4 separate regions of the Mus musculus genome follow, and all the other regions are linked to region 4. Evidence: chromatin contacts called from public promoter capture Hi-C data. All regions are on one chromosome and are shown on one strand. The core of a region is the stretch at or near the end of the contact, and the rest is flanking DNA. Distances in the headings are between cores, read along the strand shown.

Region 1 (4,270 bases), core at 205-2,704, 2.4 Mb after region 4:
AAAAGAAGAAGAAAAGAGGGATAGGAACTATTTTCAGAAGTGGCAGAAGCAGTAAGAGGCAAGCAAGGTCCATGCGGCTCAACCCTGAAGCCAGAGAGAAGGCGCCTGCTGCATCTATAAACTGATAACCTTGGATATTCTGAGGTGTTTTGTTTTTTTTTTGTTGTTGTTGATTTTTGTTTGTTTTTTTTTAAGCAAAACTCTTCCGTTCACTTCCTTGGGAAAGCAAAACTTTGACTGGTCTTGCTATCTTAATCGCAATCATTATGTCTGTATTTATTATATACGCTCACAAACTTTACAAGTTTGAACAGACAAGTGATTGTTTTTCAAAGTGCAGAAAACCATCCTCAATAGCAAAAAAAAAGTTCGTGCATCCATATAAACTTGAAATTCAACTCCGTCCCCTCACCGCCCCCTTCCCCTCCGAAGAAAAAGTCACTGGCAGGCTAAGAAGATACAAAGTGTGCACCAAGAAGCCCGCTAGCACACAGTTCCTCTGGATGCCAACCGGTCTCAAAGTGAAAGTCCAGCAGCGGAGTCCTGGCACCCGAGGGATGAACCTGGGCTCTGCACACCAGGGCGCTCGCGGAGGTGTGGGTTCCGCCTCCCGAGTTTGCAACCTCGCACTTTCCGCACCAGAACTACAGGCTCCGATGCGAGGTTACATCTTCCTGCACCCCGCCCTGCGGCCCGCCCGGACTGTGACCAGCCGGGGCGCGCTCCCGCCCTGCGCTCGGGTCTCCCGCTTGAGGGGTCTGGGGAGGGACTTTTGCTAACTGAGGACGGACCCCAGAGTGCCGCTATCCCTGTCCCAGGCCCACATAGGGCCCAGGCACCAAAGCGGGGCCTCCAAGGACACTAGTTCAGACTCCTGCCCGGGATGGGCGCTCGGCCTGCGCGTCGGACTTGGGGAGCGCAAAGCTCCTGCACCCCACCTCGGCCCCAGGCCGCAGACCCCAAAGCCCCTCCACGTGCATACACCCGAGATCCCCGCCGCCCGAGTCGGCGAAGATCCCGGAGAAGCGGGCCCGGCTGGTTGGGGGGAGGGGGGGCGTGTTGACACCGCCAAGTTGCCCGCTTCCGCCCTGGCCGCAGCCCGACCGGGCCACCCCAACCTACCTGCATGCCCGGCAGGCCCGACTGCACCGGGGAGTGGGCCATGGCGCTCGGCGCCGCCACTTCCTGGCCCGGGACGCGCGGAGCCGCGCGGCGAGCAGGCCCGGGGCCGCGCGCAGCCCTCGGGTGGCGGGGCGGGCTCTGGAGCCCGAGGCCACCGCACCCCGGGGACGGTCTCAACGAAGGTTGGCGGGCCGCGGCCCCATACACTGAGCCTGGGGCGGGCAGTGGGGGGCGCGGGGGACGTCTCGAGACTGCGGCTGCTTCTCCAGGGATCCCGTCGCTGCGCCGCCGCGGTGCTCAGGTCGAGCCGGGCGGCCTGGGCCCGCGAGCGCTGGCCGCCTGGAGCCGAGTGGGCGCGCACAGTCCGCCGCGCCCCGCCCCGGCCCGGCCCCCGCGCCCGCCCCCGCGGCCCGGCCGGGGACCCCGCCCCGCGCTTCCGGGAGGGGGAGGGGGAGGGGAGGAGCCGCCGGGCGCCCTAGGCCGCAGTCGCGCCTCCCTGCGGGCGCGCAGGCGGGGTCCCCGGGGCCCGGCGGGCAGGCGGGCGCTCTCGGGTGCTGTGCGCCGGGGTCCTTCGGAACCGCGGGGTGGGCCTCGCGCGCGGAAGAGAGCTGAGTTTGGGGGAGCGAAGAGCACCGCCCACTCCTACCCTTCCCTCTCCACCCGCCCTGGCCCTCCAGAGGCCAGAGTCTGCACTCGGGGTGTCCCCAGAGGGGCCTAGCCTGGGGCCTATTCCAAAAGCCCCGGCCGGAGCGTCCTCACTGTACGAAGTTTCCAGCCAGATCAAGGAAGAAACCCCAAGGGTAGAGAGGGCGGTTTGTGTGCACTGCCTTGGGTACTGAACTCAGCCTCGCCTGGGCCGCCGGCTGTGGAAACTTAGCTGGACAGAGGAAGGGCTGGGCCCCGCCATCTCTGCGCTGCGCACAAGAAGGGAAAAGTGGGGTGCGGAGGGGTGCTGGAGGAAGGGAAGACAATAGAAGGAAACCGCGTCCCGACTCTTACCCAGCCCTCCCCTCGCTTCACTGCTCCTAAGGCCGTAGGCCCTCTCTGGGCACCAGCTCTGCCCTCCTCCTAAGCTGCCGCTTCTGCAGCAAACAAGGAAGGATGGAGTGAATCCATGCGGTTCCAGGAAGTACTTTATTTACAAGTGGCAAATAGGAAGTGGTCTAAGAGTCAGAATCGCTGTGTCTCTCGCCATAGGGACCCTGAGGCCTCATTCAGGAGTGCCCGCTTTGCCCCACAGCTGTGCAAGGTTAACCATACAAAATGAGTCCCCAAGAGTTCAGAAATAGAGGACGCATAAATCCTCGACTAAGGTAGAGAAGAGATTATTCTCTGAGGTGTCCTTGTATTCCAAGAACACAGGCTCCCTCTGGGTCCTGCATCAGAAGTTAAAGTAAGCCGAATACCCTTTGGAAACCTAGCCTAGGAGACCTCCAGGATGCTAAGATGTATTAGAAGGCTTGCATGATTACTCCTGGTCACCTGACTGAGATGCGTTGCCACTTCTAAAGAGTAAACTGAAAACATTAAAAGTATGAACCCATATAACCAAGAGTTTATGTGTTCCCTAAGCAGAAGAAACCTAAAAAGAAAAGAAAAAAAAATGGAGTACTTAATGAATACAAGGGAAAATGATCAAGACCATGAATCTTGAAAAGGCATATATTATTCAACCTCAAATTCTACCTAGAATAACATGAAAGAATGACCAGAAATACAGGAGTCTCTACCAAGAGGCAGCGACTTTCAGCCTTGGAAATGTCTGATTACATAAAGAGTACTTTCTTACTACTACTACTTCACCAGGTGTGGTGGCACAAGCCTTTAACCCCAGCATTTGGGAGGCAGAAGCGGGCAGATCTCTGTGAGTTCAAGGCCAGCCTGGTCTATATAGTTCCAGGACAACCAGGGTTATACAGGGAGACACTTTCTAAAGAACATGACCCCCCCCCCAAAAAAAAAAAAGAAGAAAAGATATTTTAGTAGGTCATGTTTAGTAATTGTGATAATGTCCCTCAGAGGCTCATGTATCTGAACACTTGCTCCCCAGTGGGTGAGTGCTATTTGGGGAGGTATAAGCAACCCAGCCTTGCTGGAGGAAGAATTCCTGGTGGGAGTGATGGTGAGCTTTGATGTTTCAAAGCCTTGCCCAGTGCTCTTCTCTATGCTTGGTGCTTATGGTTCAAGACCTGAGCAATCAACTTCCTATGCTGCTGTCATGCCTGCCAAGCTCCCCTGCCACCACTGACTCTAGACCCTCTGGAGCAATTCACCCAAATAGATACTTTGTTATAAAAGCTGCCTTTGTCCTGGTGCTTTGTCACAGCAGCTAGGGAGATGTAACTAATGCAGTAATGTAGAAAGATAGTTTTATTACATAGTGTCAGGAAAATATAGGATACAAAACAATAATATGTAATCTGAAGTCCTAACACTAGGAGGTAGAAACAGGAAAATCAGGAGTTCAAGGCCAGTTTCTCCTACATACTGAGATACAGACCAATCTGGGCTAGGTGAGACCAAAAATAATAAATAGGTAAATAAAAAATAAAAAGGGTAGACTGATCACAAGCTACTGGAATTATACATCTATGCACAGAAAAAAAAGTCCAGCTATACACCAGGATTTAGCAGTGATTATTATTCCTGGACTTAAAAATGGTTTCTTCAGTCTCTGCTAACCTCCACCTATGAAGACACCATGCTAAAATGTGTGCTTAGGATCAGCACAGTCAAACCAATAGCATGACTGAGGACGAAGAGAAAGGGGACAATCAGAAGTGTTGGAGAACTGTTCTTTGACCAATAAACTACAGAAAACTTGTAACTGGCTTTGTTGAGCTAATTTTCAGTATCGAGGCCACAGAGACTGAAGTGCAACATGACATAATTTACAAAGCTAATCAGTATCTCCTTTTATACCCTAACACAACATCTCCTTTTGTACCCCAACACAGATGAGGATCAGAACTTGTCACTTCCAACAGGAACTGAGTTATCCGGACACCGCGACTGGCTTTTGGGAGCTGGCTCTCTCCTTCCTCGTACCCTTCTTGTTCCCTCGCTGACTGAAGCTCTCTCCTTCCTCTTACCCTTCTTGTTCCCTCACTGGGTGAACTTTACTTCTTAGACCGTGTTGAGTACTGTG
Region 2 (4,303 bases), core at 91-2,590, 2.9 Mb after region 4:
GAGGAATTTACTTCATTTCTTCCTCTCTAACCCTGATTAGATAATAACCTTTTATAGTTTATATTAGTTTACCATAAGTGGTTACTATCTATAATATATAGGACTTAAGTAGACAGGATTAAATTTCAAAACAGTAATTTAAGAGACATAATGTGACTTTGAAGCTTTCCTTAAATCTACACTATCCCCCTCGTTTCTATGTATTTAACCACTATAGGGCCATTTCTTAGATGAATCAGGCAAAAATGTCCAAATTCAACCATTCAGTTTTGACACCGGGTACTTTCCTAGGCAAACCATTTTAAGGAAGAATGCTTTTAATGCCTGGCTCAATACCCTGTGGGGATTCCCTGCGCACTTCTCTCTTTTTAGTTTGTTGTGATGTTTTGGATGAAGTATATGAAGAAAAGCTCACCCAGAGTAGGTCTGGAATTAGAAAAGCAAGCACTTAGATTAAATGGCATTTTTCCCTCCATAAAATGTCAAAGTTTAAATGGTGGCTTCTAGATTACTTGCAACTGGGGATCTGCCTTAACACGCACTTGGTCGTCCTGCAGTTCCAGTTGGTTTATCAGGCGCTGGTTAATTGGAAAACCTTACTACTCATGGATGAAAAAGAACGGGAAAGGAAAAATACACGTTTTAGCATTACTACAAAAATCGGCCGGGTCTTCTGAACACCCTTCAGTGCTCCCAGGGACCCCATAGTTTGAGAACCAGTCTTAAGTGGGCTACAGATTTTGTGGGAATCAGCTTCTGCGAAGATCATAAGGAAATAATTTTCCTGCGAAATAACTCAACTGGATGAACATACAGTCCCCCCCCCCCCCCCCAAGCCCTGGCTGTCCTGGAACTCACTCTCTAAGACCTGGCTGGCCTCGAACTCAACCTCCCAAGTGCTGGGATTAAAGGCGTGCGCCACCACTGCCCGGAACAGAAAGCTAAGTGTATTTTTAAAACTTTTTCTTCTACTAGCCGTCTTGTCCACCCTCACCCCAGCAACCCCAGGTGCTTGGTGGGTCACCGGAAGCAGACTGTTCACTGAGCGCCAAGGCCCACACGGAAGTACTGAGCATGCGTGGGACTCGCGGCCGTCTCGCCCAGTGAAAGGTCAGAGGTCTCGAGAAAGGCCTGGTGTTCTGTGGCGGAAGAACCGGCTCGCTCACGGCGCTTCACGCCGTAAGGTTCTGTACTGGGAATTCTGGCATGCGCCAAACCCGCCCCGAACTACCGGAAGCAGCTACCATCCGGCTCGCCCGCACCTACGCACTTCCTCTCTGGGAAGGAAGGGGCGGGCTCTGGCCGAGTGTGCACGCCCCACGGGCTGCGCATGCGCCTTCTTCCTGGCGGCTCCGGAGCGCCTCGCCGGGCCGACTTCGCTCGCTGGTTGACAGTGCGCCTGCGCGGTCGCTGGGGGCTCTCCACCTCTGCCTCCCCTCCCCCTGACGCCCCGCGGGGGCTCCGGGCCCGGCGGGACCATGTTCACCAGCACCGGCTCCAGTGGGCTTTGTGAGTACCGGTTCCCTCATCCTTGGGCCGCCCTTCGCTCCATTCCGAGCTCTTCCCGGACCCGGCTCGGGGCAGCGGGGGACTCGGGGTTGCAGGAGGCTGGGGGCCCCTTGCCTCCCGCGCCCGAGCCTTGTCAGTTCTTGCTCTTAGGGGGCAGCGGGCGCCGCACCCACCATAGCCCCGAGGGCCGAGGGGGTGCCACGTCCATTCCGCTCCCGGCGTCTCCCACAAGGTGCGCAGCAGCTCCTGCCCTGCTGCAGGTGGGCTGGGCAGTTAGGGTCCAGCCGGGTGCCCCGCTCATCTCGTGGCCCGGGCCCACGCACGCACTTGGCGACTCGAGTGCGGGGCTGGAAGATGTTCCCGTGGGGGCGACGCTGGAACCCTGCTCGGTTCCCTCTCCCCCTTCATTCATACAGGCTTCTTTGGGACCCACCTGATTCCTGGAACGTGTGAATTTCATCCTCCGCTCCAGAATCTGCCCCCTCAATATTAACTTCCACGTACATCTTACCCGTTGTCCTTGAAGAGTTTTTGCGAGCTGAAAAAGTGAGCGCTTTTCAGTGAAGTTAGGAAGTCACTTGGCAAGAGAATGCAAGCTTTGCTTCTGGATGCCGCTGCACTCTCCAGGAGTGTCTGCGGTGGTCAGCAGGTAGAGGGCGGAGAAGTTTATTCAACCTCCAGGCACCCCCCCCCCCCACGACATTATGTTGAGTTGACTTTAGAGAGTGGACTCTTAACTAAACAGTGTTGAGATTAGGCATTGATACACTAACAGCAAACTGTTTGAACAAGCCGCAGTTCGCAGTTTCTTTCTCTGTCGGTATTTCCCATCTCTGCGTGTGAAGTTAATGTTGCTAGAGCACAGAAGTGCCTGGCATCTCCAGATGGTACATTCTGTTGTGAACGTCATGAGCCTTTCAAAGAACACTCCTGTTACATAGTCTGAGAGCTGACTGTCAGAGCCAGCGACATAATTTAAAGTCGTCCTCACCTCTCACCGTAATCTCAGGCTTTGAAGTAGGTTTAATGTTGTTTATGATCTCCATATTTAGTACCTAATTTAAGTTATGGAAACGTTGACGTATTGGCCCCAGAATCCATCAGAACTACTAGTGAGTTGGTCTTCAAACTACTGTTTGGATGAATAAGGTAGTGTGGCTTTCCTAGGGTTACACTATGTGGGTGGATCTGTCAACAGCAGATTTCTTCGATTTTAGTTGTTCTCAGCATCTTGAGGCACCCTTTTGTACCAAACATGTAAAAGTTAAAAAGTGACAGTCTGGGGACATGGCTCAGTGGTTATGAAGCTTGTCCTGCAGGCATGAATATCTGAGTTCTAATTCTCAATACCCATGTAAAAGCTAAGGCATGCAGTGTGTGTCTATAACTCACCAGTGAGAGGTGGAGGCAGGAGATTCCCCAGGGCTTTGCTGGCCAGCCAGTTTACTGTGTCAAAAAAAGTGGAGTGATTCAGAAAGACATCCCAATATCAGCATGCACACAGGTATACACGTGCACACACACGTGCGCACACATATGCACACGGGAGAAATCTGATCGAGGGCAGCACAGTATGGATTAGGTTGTAGTCGCATTTGTAGCACAGCTTTAAGAAAGGTAATCATTTGTTATAGCTGGCATGGGTGCGTGTTGAACAGGTGTGTTCTCAGGGCCAACTGTAGCCTAGGGAAAGCTGAGGTTATAGGTCCCTCTTGAGCTCCCTCGAGCCGGTGTTCAGAGCGGAGGAGTTACTGGGATGGCTTAGGTCATGCTTTAGGTGTGCATTTGACAAGCATCCAGGACCTGTGAACTGTTTGGTTTTGGAAACACGGTGTTAGGCAAGTCTTAGGTTCAATGTTTCTGATTTTGACAATAGAGCTTAGTGGTGGTTCTCCCTAGATCAGTCATTTGGCCGTTCCTGAATGTAATGACTTTTTCTTTTTCTTTCCTTTTGTTTTGTTTTGTTTTCTTTTTCTTTTTTTTTCAAGACAGGGTTTCTCTGTGTAGCCCTGGCTGTCCTGGAACTCACTCTGTAGACCAGGCTGGCCTCAAACTCAAGAGATCCACCTGCCTCTGCCTCCCAAGTTCTGTGATTAAAGGCGTGCGCCACCACCTCCCGGCTTGTAATGACTTTTCTTGCTTCAGTGTTTTCTCCTACATAGCTACTCCGCTGAGTGATGTCCTTTTAGGTAGGCAGCTGTGTGGCTCCGTGGTTAGGTCAAAGGTCTGATCCTGAGGAAGAAGCAAGCACCCTCAGAGGGGTGATTGATACATCTCTGCCTAGAGGCTGTGACTAGCCATCTTTCTGGCCATTTCCCGCACCTGCCTGCCCATCTGACATTTGTGATCAGGAGATAAAGGTGCTTTAGTGCTAACACTTCGCTCCCCTCCCGTTCATTCAGTTGAGGACCTCCTGAAGCCCTGCATGGTTTACATAGACAGTAATGTGGTAAACAGAGTAAAGGAGTCTAGCATCAAACAGGCCAGTCAGTAATCAAAGTGCTCTTCAGTACTGTCACGTGTAGTGGATGGTGGTCCTGGTAGAGGGCTGCTGTGTGTTTGCGGGAAAAGCCTGAGAAATGAAGGAGCCAGGCATGCTACGTACGGTTCCTTCAGAAAGTTGTTTTGAAGAAAGGAAGCAGCATGCACAAAGACAGAAGGTGCAGTGCAGCAGGATGTGTGCAAGGTTCTGCAGGAGGCGTGCGCTGCTAGGGCAGTGAACCAGGGGAAAGGGCGCTTGTGATTATTTCTTTGCCACTGTTTTGTTCTGTGTCAGTTAGGATTGGGTAAAAGT
Region 3 (4,731 bases), core at 184-2,683, 2.4 Mb after region 4:
GTGGGGGTGGGGATGATGGCCAACACCACCAGGAAATGCCACAATTTTCAGAAGCATTTTTGGTGCACCAATCTACCAACACCAAAAAAACACGTCGTCTTACTACCACCATTCCAGCTGCCCAATGACAGGCCTGTAAGCACATTCTAACTCTACCCTGACAGCTCCTACTTCCTTCCGAAGTGTAGCGCAAGTCCCTTAGAGACTTAGAGAGTACTGGCAGAACTCTAGTGAGTCCTCTTCCCGCTCTGCCTCACCATGACTCCCTCAGACCCGGCTCTGAAGGACAGGCTATTCATCAAGGACATTCACTTTCATTGTAAAGTAACAGAAGTCTACTGAAGGGTCAGCAGGTCTTCTCGGGAGACTTCAGATAGAGAAGGCCAGGACTGCTCATCTTCACGCATCTACCATCACTGAGTGCATCTGAGGCAGAAATCCTTTCCTAGAATGGGCTTTTACCTCTGTACCTCTGTATTATTTGCTCTGAGTTGTTCATCCCTTACACTGAGCTAGTTAACACAGGACAAAGCCTGTCAGACAGGTGGCATTCGGTAAGGTCAGCTAGGTGTATCAGGAAGATAACCCAGAGGCAGGCGCTATTCCTGCTGCCTGCAGGACAAGGACCCAGCAAGGTACCAGCAGACAAGAGGAAACACTGCAGTCCCAAGAGGAGAATGCTCAAAGGCAAGTAGCTTAACCGGGAACATCCCTACCACCTCATTATATACACACTAAGGAGACAGCCCAAACTCCCCCATCAGATTCTCAGCTCTGAGGAGAGGACCCAGGCCAGACCATGTCACTGTTCTGTGCCTGGGCAAGTTGCCAGGAGGATGCTCACAAATGACCCAGGCGTGCAGCTGCTCAAATTTGCAGCATTCCGCTCAGCTCCAACCACTCCCAGGCCTGCAGTCCTCCCGGAAGCCCCCAGCACTTAGGAAAGCAGTCTTCCGGGTCAGAAGGGCCCGAGGTCTTTGTCCAGTTAAGCAGAGCTCTGCTGTTCTGCGAAACAGGAAGTCATCTCTGCAAAACTCCCGATTTTTCTGATGCTGCCCACCAGGTGGTCAGGAGGTCCAGAGAAACAGGACCACTACAAACTGCTGCTGTTCAAAGATGAATCAAGGCCTGTCTGGGCTGTAGACTACTGAGAACCTCTGTTACGATAAAAAAGGAGCAAGAGGGTTGGAGACGTAGCTAAGTGTTATGAAAAGCACCCAGCAAGCACAAAGTTCTAGGTTCCGTTCCCAGGACCACAGACACAGAAACAACTGAGACACGTACACGCAACCATCACCATCACCGTGCTATATGGAAAGAGCCAATGGCATGTGTTTCCATTCATAGAAAAAGCCAGAGGAAGGCAAAGTTACAGAGCCACAACATATAAAGTAGACATGCTGTGGTCTTTGGGTTGAGATGTGAGACAGACTGCACGGAGCTGTGATGGAACGGAGAGGGAGTTAAGACAGGTACATCCTTTGGTCACGTTCTCAGTACAGTCTCTGAATTGCACATCTGAAGTGGGCGTCCTGGAGCATAAATGCATCTCAGCAAAGCTATTTTAAAGAAAACTGCATTTGATCCATCTTTATACAACAAGACCACAGGATCCCTAAGGGCAAATGCCTTTTCCTGGGCCTTCTCTCTCCTGCTTCTGGAAAAATACCTGGTATAGGGTGAGAGCATATATGTCCAGAGGAGGAAGAGCTGCTTTGCTGTGATCTGAAACTTGAAGACTTAAACACACTTTTTACATCTGTTCTTCCTCTAAGCAACCGGAAACACAGTATCTGTGGTGCCCTGAGACAGGCAGTGGTGCACAGCTGTGAACTCCAAGGAGGATTTCAAGTTCAAGGTCAACCTACACACAAGATCCTGCCTCCAAAGGAATGAAAATTCCTTGGACTGCAGATTGCCGTGAAGTACAGTGGTTGCTTCTGTTGATGTAATAACACCCTTCCTCACAAAGCCCTCAATGTAGCGATGTAGCGTCAGATCTGTTACATTGTACTTTTAAGTAGCTACTTTACTATTACCTCTCTAGGGATGGGTCTCGCATCAAGAAGCAAACTGCCTAACCCTTACCACTTCCTGAAGCAAACACTGGCAGAGACAAGATTTGAGGACATACCTCAACAGCATGAGGGCTTCTTATTTACTTAGTGAATTGCATGCAGGAGCATCCCTGAAGCCCAGGGCTAATTTGTCTGCCAATGAATTCTTGGGACTATGAAAGTGATGCACATTATGTTCATTTCCACACACCCATCACTACTGCTGCCTTGGTGCTCAGCGGTGTGGTCAATGGTGAGAGATATATTCCATCACTATTGATGTCCTGGTGCCGTCACAGCGGAGAAGTAAAATCTTACATATGAAAAAACAAGACTGTGCGGGTTCCCCCTAAGCACAGCCTTTTCCCTGAGACTACCCAGAGCCATGGTTTCTCATTCTGTCCCCTCACCACTCTTCTCCAGCATCCTCCTCATGGATTTCAATCACAGGCCATTTATAACTTCCCTAGGTTCTACCCAGCTGGAAGGCCACACTTGACTGCACTACGCTCTGGACATGGAAATCAGCACTTAGCCGGTGTTTTCCTGGCACGGCCTTCCACCAGCCCCAATGCTAAACAGTACGTCAGCCACTTTAAAGTATTTTAAGGATAGACTTAAATAAGCAATCCTTTGGGAGGTTTGCGATCCTAAATAAATACTGCCGAATAAGCAGTGTTCCCAGCCTACTTTCCCGTTAGGTGAAAGACAAAAAGACCGTCTAAAACAATACAGTCATTCAGACAACCATCACCAGAAAAACATCTCCACGAGGACTCTGATTCCAGCTTCTAGCCCTCCATTTTACAGATGGTAACTGAAATACAGGCAAACTTCATGGACTATATAAATCTGTTTTCTGTAGCTATAATGAAATGCCTGAAGCTAAATCACAAAAAAAAAAAAAGTTTACTTAGCTCAATTTTGATGGTCAAAAGTATAGTGTCCTTGAGCAGTGTCAAGTGACCTGCAGTATCACACAGAAATCACATGCAAAAAGAAAGGAAAGCATATGGCAAGAAGGAGCCCAGGACACAAGCAGAAACCAGAATTTCCTATTGATGGTTGTACTGGCTAGTTTTGTGTCAGCTTGACACAGCTGGAGTTATCACAGAGAAAGGAGCTTCAGTTGAGGAAATGCCTCCATGAGATCCAGCTGTGGAGCATTTTCTCAATTAGTGATCAAGGGGGAAAGGCCCCTTGTGGGTGGGACCATCTCTGGGCTGGTAGTCTTGGTTCTATAAGAGAGCAGGCTGAGCAAGCCAGGGGAAGCAAGCCAGTAAAGAACATCCCTCCATGGCCTCTGCATCAGCTCCTGCTCCCTGACCTGCTTGAGTTCCAGTCCTGACTTACTTGGTGATGAACAGCAGTATGGAAGTGTAAGCTGAATAAACCCTTTCCTCCCCAACTTGCTTCTTGGTCATGATGTTTGTGCAGGAATAGAAACCCTGACTAAGACAATGGTTCTTCACTCTTCTTTAGCCACTTTCTCTCTCATTAGAACCAACCAGTGTCCCACACGCCTACCTTAATCTCTTTCCAGGACAAGCAATTCCCACTGGGCCCACCTTACAACTCAGTTACACTGGAGAGCAAGCTTCCAACACAAGAAGCCTTGGGACACATACTCGAACCTTATCCAAACCATAGCACAAATTCTGGGTTCAAATCCATTGTGCTTTTCAGAATCAAGAAAATATCTTGATTCACTGCTATCACATTAAGAAATCAAACATTAAGCCATGGCAGAGTCTGGCAAATTAATGAGTTTCCTCACCTCCATACATCTCTCTGTTAAACCTTCTCTTCTGTATGTCAAGCGCAAAAAATAAAGGCAACAGCCCATGAGGTCTGTCTGACAGTGGAGCATACTCAACACTTTAGTACACTCCCTGTCTATGCATCCAACTGTGAGTGCTTACCATGTATGGCCACAGCAACTCAACTTAAACTCACACCCTGTAGTCTCTCAACCAAAACTCCAAAACTACAGCCCGGTAAGAGCAGGTATATTTGTGGGTAAAACAGAACAGAAGCAAATCTCAGAAACACTCAGCATGCACTGGAGAAAAGAGCCTGCCTTCAGCTGCTCTGGGCCTAAAAAGGCCAGTAGAAATGGGAAGAGGGGAGGGGAGGGCATGACCCTGCTCTCCAGCCAGGAAAAAATAGCTATAAACACCACCCTCCAATAAAAAAATCCCTCTCTACCCAAGTAACTGAGAGCTCTTTCTTTCCCAAAAAAGACCAAAGCACTTCAAGGACAAACCAAATAAATAATGCAACAAACTTGTTCCCCACGGCTGGACGGCCCTGTGAGGCGCACGTGTGCTGGACTGTAGCTCTAAGTTATTCAGGTATAGTAACTCAACCTCAACCCTTTAGAAGGACAAAGCTTTAAAAATGCCCTCCAAACACAAAACCTGCTTCCTCAATTCCCTGAGTTCTCATGAACTACAGAGGGGACCCAGTTCTCTCAGTACACAGGAGACCTCGATCCCTTGTCAGTGTTCTGGTCCATAAGGAACACACCAGAAACTAACGGGAGGTTAGAAGCAGCAAACAAGGTGCCGATTCTAAGAAATGGCCCTGATAGCCAAAAGAGAAAAAAAAAAGTGCCTATCTGCCCAGTATCTGCCTCACAGTCTTCACTCGGCCTTCTCAATCGGTGAAGTCA
Region 4 (4,359 bases), core at 681-3,180:
TATAGCCCTGGCTGTTCTGTAACTCACTTTGTAGACCAGCCTCAAACTCAGAAATCCGCCTGCCTCTGCCTCTGCCTCCTGAGTGCTGGGATTAAAGGCATGCACCACCATGCCCGGCACATTCTATTTCTTTGGAACAGAACAAGACCTTTCTTCCTTTTTTCACCCTTTGTAGTGTATCTTCAGGAAATCACAAATATGTTAGGTTTCAAATTTGAGACAAATGGCTGAGGTCCTATTTAACATAGCAAAGTTCTCCCAACATCCCTCAGTCCCTATGTGTTGCAGCTATGGCAGGCAAGTCCAGCCCTTTACTCAGAATTCTCCAGCTTTGGGGCTGGGCTTCCCTTCCTCCAGAGGCGCTTCCCTATATAACCCAGCCGTTTTGGCCAGCCATCTTTCTTTTTCTTTTTGGTAACCTTTGCCCTCTTGGCTGCTGCACCTGGTTCCCTTCCCCCTTTTCTCACACAGCTCAGGGCCATGTCCACTCTCCCAGATGTCTCTATCTCCCTTTTACCTACACCATACCTAAGAGCAGCCACGTCCTTTTTTTCATTCAAAAGTCATCATAATGTGTAAGTCCTTGTAAGCATGAAGTAACACTAAGGTATCAAAAGCTTTGAATAACAAACCCACGTTATTTAGCGATGTGTAAAACGTTGCTGCCATATAGTGTCTGTTCAAACAGAGCAGCTATGGGCGTAACCTACCTGATTAATTTAACGACAATCTTGTCCAAGTTCTTATGTCTTTGAATGAAATAGGCACAGTAAAGAAACCCAAATAGACACTTGGTGGGTGTATAAGAGAAAAGTTTATTCCAAACTAAGGTCATTGCTTGGGAAAGCAGAGGGCTAATACTGAAGACTGAGCAAGTAATGGGTAGGGACTTTGTTATGTAGGGTGAGCTAAAGGCACTGGAAGCATTTTAAGGATGCATCAATAGATACTTAGTCTAGGGCAGGAAATAGCCCCAGAAACCATTAAGCCAACCTAAAAAAAAAAGTGATTCTGGAAGTTTCTTTGGCGAGACTGAGAGGACTGCGGATTTTAAGAGAGCCACCCAGACCAACTGTGAGACTTGGTAGAATGGCTCTTGCATCTCTGATCCACTAGCAGACCTCAATAGTGTCAGGTCCCCCAAGAAATTCCTTTCCCCCAGGTAGGGCATCTAGACAAAAGCCAGCATTCCCTCGGGGTGGTGGTGGTGGTGAAGATAGTTCCTACTTGCTAAGTGGAGTTATTCTCCTATCTCTGGGAAAAGGGACATTTGGCTCTTCCATTAACTTATGACAGTGGGGTCTATTAGCCCGTCAAGGTCCCATATAACCCAGAAGATAAATCCCCACCATCACCCCAGCCCGCGCAGCGCTTCTCTCTGCTTTCCCGAGAGACAGCCTTCGCAGTTTGGAATAAACTTTTTTTTTCCCCTTTTCACCCACGGAGTGGCTATTTGGGTTTCTTCCCCCATTTCATTCAAGAAGTCCAGTCATCTCTCTCGGACGTCCCTGGAGACTTCCTGAGACTCTCTGGCCTTACCAGCCCAGGCGGCGGCGCCTTATCCCCCAACACTACCCGAAGGAATCTGGGCTCGCTCCAGGAACCCGCCGCCCCTGCCAAGCCAGCCCGCGAGGCCGGCCCAGAAGGGCTCTAGGGCCCGCGCATGCGGACTCGGCGGCCGCAGCCCGGCCTCCCCAGCCTCTTCCTCCTCGGCGCTCGGCGGCGGTTTGGAGCCCGCTGACAGCTCCACGACCAGCGGACGCAGCCTCGTCTTGTGCTTCCACGTTATCCTATCAGAGGCGGGGCGGGGCGCCAGCCCCCACAACCAATCAGCGCCAACCACGACCCGGGCGAGCTGGGCCGCTCTGTGGCCAGAAGGAAGGCGATTGGGCGGCGGCGGCGCCCGGGGCGTGGCTCCGCGGGCCCCGCCTACCGCTGTTTTCCGCCGCCGGGCGCCAGCCGCCGCTGAGGCCCGAGCGCTGACCGAGCGAGCGAGCGAGTGGACGGGGCGCTTCGCTGCGGGCTGTTGGCCGCGCGGGCTGCTGGGCCGCGCACCTTCCTGCTCTTCGGCTCAGGCGCCCTTGGACATGGTGGCCCCCGGCTCGGTGGGCAGCCGGCTGGGCGCGGTGTTCCCGTTCCTGCTGGTCCTGGTGGACCTGCAGTACGAAGGTGAGTCCCGCCCTGCTCCCGGGGCGGGCTTCGGGTCCCGGTCCCGGCTGGGAGCGGCGCTCCGGGGCGCGAGGCTGGGTCCGAGCCCGGTTCCGGTTCCGTGGGCTGAGAGGCGGGACTGGCGGGCCGCGCGCGCGAGGCCGGTTTCGGCGGCCTGGGCCAGCGCAGCCGGGAGTCCGGCGTCCGGGGGACCCTGGATCGGGGGTGCCGGGAGGAGGCGAAACGGCGGCATGCACGGGACGGGTCCCGGTTCCGGAGTGGCGGGCCAGGGCCCTTTCCGAAGCCAGTCCCATTCCCTCACGACCCCGCGTCGGGCGCGCAACTTAGGCTGGTGCCTGGAGAAGCCCACCTCTGGGCTCGGAGCTCCCGGCGCCTAACTTGCTGGGCTGGCTGTGGCTTCACAGTTCCCAGCAAGGCGACATTCAACTTTGTCCCCCCACTGACGTTACTTTTTCTAGTCATCGCAAAAAAAAAAAAAAAAAAAAGTCTCTTAAAAAAAAAAATAGGGAGCGCTTACGTTTCACCCTGGGCTCCAGACTGGAATGTTGGCTACTCCCAACAGAATAGCAAAAAATAGAGGCCTGTCCTATCTTGGGTGTCAGAGCGGGGAGGAGTTAGACATTGAAGCCCCAAATGCCCACTGAACTTCCCAACTTGGTTACGGTGCTGTAGTGACATCTGTCCTGGGCACTGCTCTGTACTCATTCCTGTAAGTCTGGGGATAGTTGTCATGGAAAGAGTAAACAGTTGAATATTCCATTTGGAGGGACTGAGGAACTGAAATTGGGAACAGTTTATGATGAAACCATCATAGAAGTCTATGCGGGTTTCTTTCTTTCTTTTTTTTAAAGACATATGCTTAGGTTTTTAACCATTAAAGGTATGGTTTTTGTTGGTTTTGGCTTCCTGATCACCATACGTTCTTTGAACCCCAAATCAGAATGTGTACTGTGGCAATATTGAGACCAATAATTTGATGTTGGAGCCAGCCTCAAAAGTGAGGGGATTGGAATTTGAAGGCCTGGACCACTTTAGTATGGGTCATATGTTCTAACTTTCTTTCATTTTCTAATTCTTTCCATCTGCATTGATTGTGCCCAGTTATCATTAGTGACTTATTTTAGTAACTTAAGGGAAAGTTGTCTATGCTCTACTTAGTGTCGATTTAACTTACTCTCCAGACATGGGAGTGCTTATTTTTGTTTGCCTTACCTCATCCAGGAGCTTGTAGATCAAGCACCTTATTCGAGTTTCTGTTCTTTGCAGGATTAGGACTTTTAGCATTTCATCTCTCTACTGTGGTATTTCTATAAGAAAACTCCGAGTTTTCCCGTCAGGAAAGCACCAGTGGCCTCTCTGAGGAGAAAGCCAGTGTTGCTTTTCCAGGAGTATTACCTGTGCAGAATGGCAGGTGATGGAGAAGGAAAGAGCATTTCTGTAAGCCAGCTCTTATTCCACAGAGATATGTGATAGTCTCTGTGTTACACATCTGGGAGCTGGTGTTCCAAGAGCTTAATGAAAATTTATCTTGGGACTGGAGAAATGGTTAGTGTGTTTGTTGGCCTTGCAGAAGACTGGAGTTGCATTCCTAGTACCAGATCAGGATGCAGTGAGTTAGTTGTAATTACTCACAACTCAGTCTTCTGGTTCCACAAGCACCCAAAGAGGGGTGTGTGTGTGGGTGGGGGGTGGGGAGAGAGGGAGAGAGGTGGGGTATGAGAGAATGAGAGAACACATGCACACACATGAGCCCTTGTGTGTGTGTACACAGAGTAAAGAAAATCTTTAAAAATAAAATTTACCTCTGTATGAAGGTGGGAACAGGAAATTGTACATAGCATTCACTTCAAGCATTTTAAAGTCGGACGGCCGAGCAAAATCAGCCTTTTAAGTTAGCAATAGAAAGTGACAGGGGGGGTGGTTTCCTGGCAGGCTCAGTGTAGTGGTCTTCCCAGGTGTGCTGGCTCATACCTGTGATTTCAGCAATCAAGAAGCTAAGGCAGGAGGATTATCATCAATTAAAGAGTGTTAGGCCACTCTGAGCTACTGTTTACTTTGTCTAAAAACAAACCCAAAACCAAAAGAAAACCCAAGACCAAACAACCCTCCCCTAAACAAAACAGAACAAAAACCAAAAATCCTCAAATACCAAAACCTGCTTTTCCTCCCAAAACAGTGGTTCTCCAGCTT

Evidence for each region. Promoter capture Hi-C pulls out the DNA fragments that hold promoters and counts their contacts. Capture Hi-C pulls out chosen DNA fragments and counts their contacts.
Region 1: a contact with region 4 is called in a promoter capture Hi-C map of pre-B cells. The contact joins the promoter of Stk24 here to the promoter of Dnajc3 in region 4. A contact is called at or near these places in 1 of 39 promoter capture datasets (pre-B cells), 1 of 484 Hi-C or Micro-C datasets (the G1E-ER4 cell line), 2 of 115 datasets of contacts at active chromatin or transcription factors (large pre-B cells and pro-B cells) and 1 of 9 other capture datasets (liver).
Region 2: a promoter capture Hi-C map of liver shows a contact between it and region 4, with 3 times the contacts expected there. The contact joins the promoter of Ubac2 here to the promoter of Dnajc3 in region 4. A contact is called at or near these places in 1 of 39 promoter capture datasets (liver) and 2 of 9 other capture datasets (adipose tissue and liver).
Region 3: a promoter capture Hi-C map of pre-B cells shows a contact between it and region 4, with 4 times the contacts expected there. The contact joins the enhancer-like site here to the promoter of Dnajc3 in region 4. A contact is called at or near these places in 1 of 39 promoter capture datasets (pre-B cells) and 2 of 115 datasets of contacts at active chromatin or transcription factors (astrocytes and large pre-B cells).

The regions. Positions count from the first base shown.
Region 1 is chr14:121,377,776-121,382,045 of GRCm38.p6, forward strand. Stk24 (serine/threonine kinase 24) reads right to left here and starts at 1,455. Exons shown (of 11, transcript NM_145465.2): 1 at 1,123-1,455. The coding sequence starts at 1,164.
Region 2 is chr14:121,877,266-121,881,568 of GRCm38.p6, forward strand. It overlaps Ubac2 (ubiquitin associated domain containing 2), which reads left to right and starts at 1,341. Exons shown (of 9, transcript NM_026861.2): 1 at 1,341-1,509. The coding sequence starts at 1,479. It overlaps 1810041H14Rik (RIKEN cDNA 1810041H14 gene), which reads right to left and starts at 2,143. Exons shown (of 2, transcript NR_130999.1): 1 at 1,943-2,143.
Region 3 is chr14:121,347,613-121,352,343 of GRCm38.p6, forward strand. All of the region lies in intron 1 of Stk24 (serine/threonine kinase 24), which reads right to left. Among named protein-coding and RNA genes, the nearest start is that of Stk24, 29 kb to the right of the region's middle. Within about 2 kb of position 1,434, at least 61 of the 459 cell types and tissues checked have an H3K27ac peak or open chromatin away from gene starts, as enhancers often do. A contact at or near this core is called in pre-B cells, where this site is marked.
Region 4 is chr14:118,936,002-118,940,360 of GRCm38.p6, forward strand. Dnajc3 (DnaJ heat shock protein family (Hsp40) member C3) reads left to right here and starts at 1,931. Exons shown (of 12, transcript NM_008929.3): 1 at 1,931-2,169. The coding sequence starts at 2,088.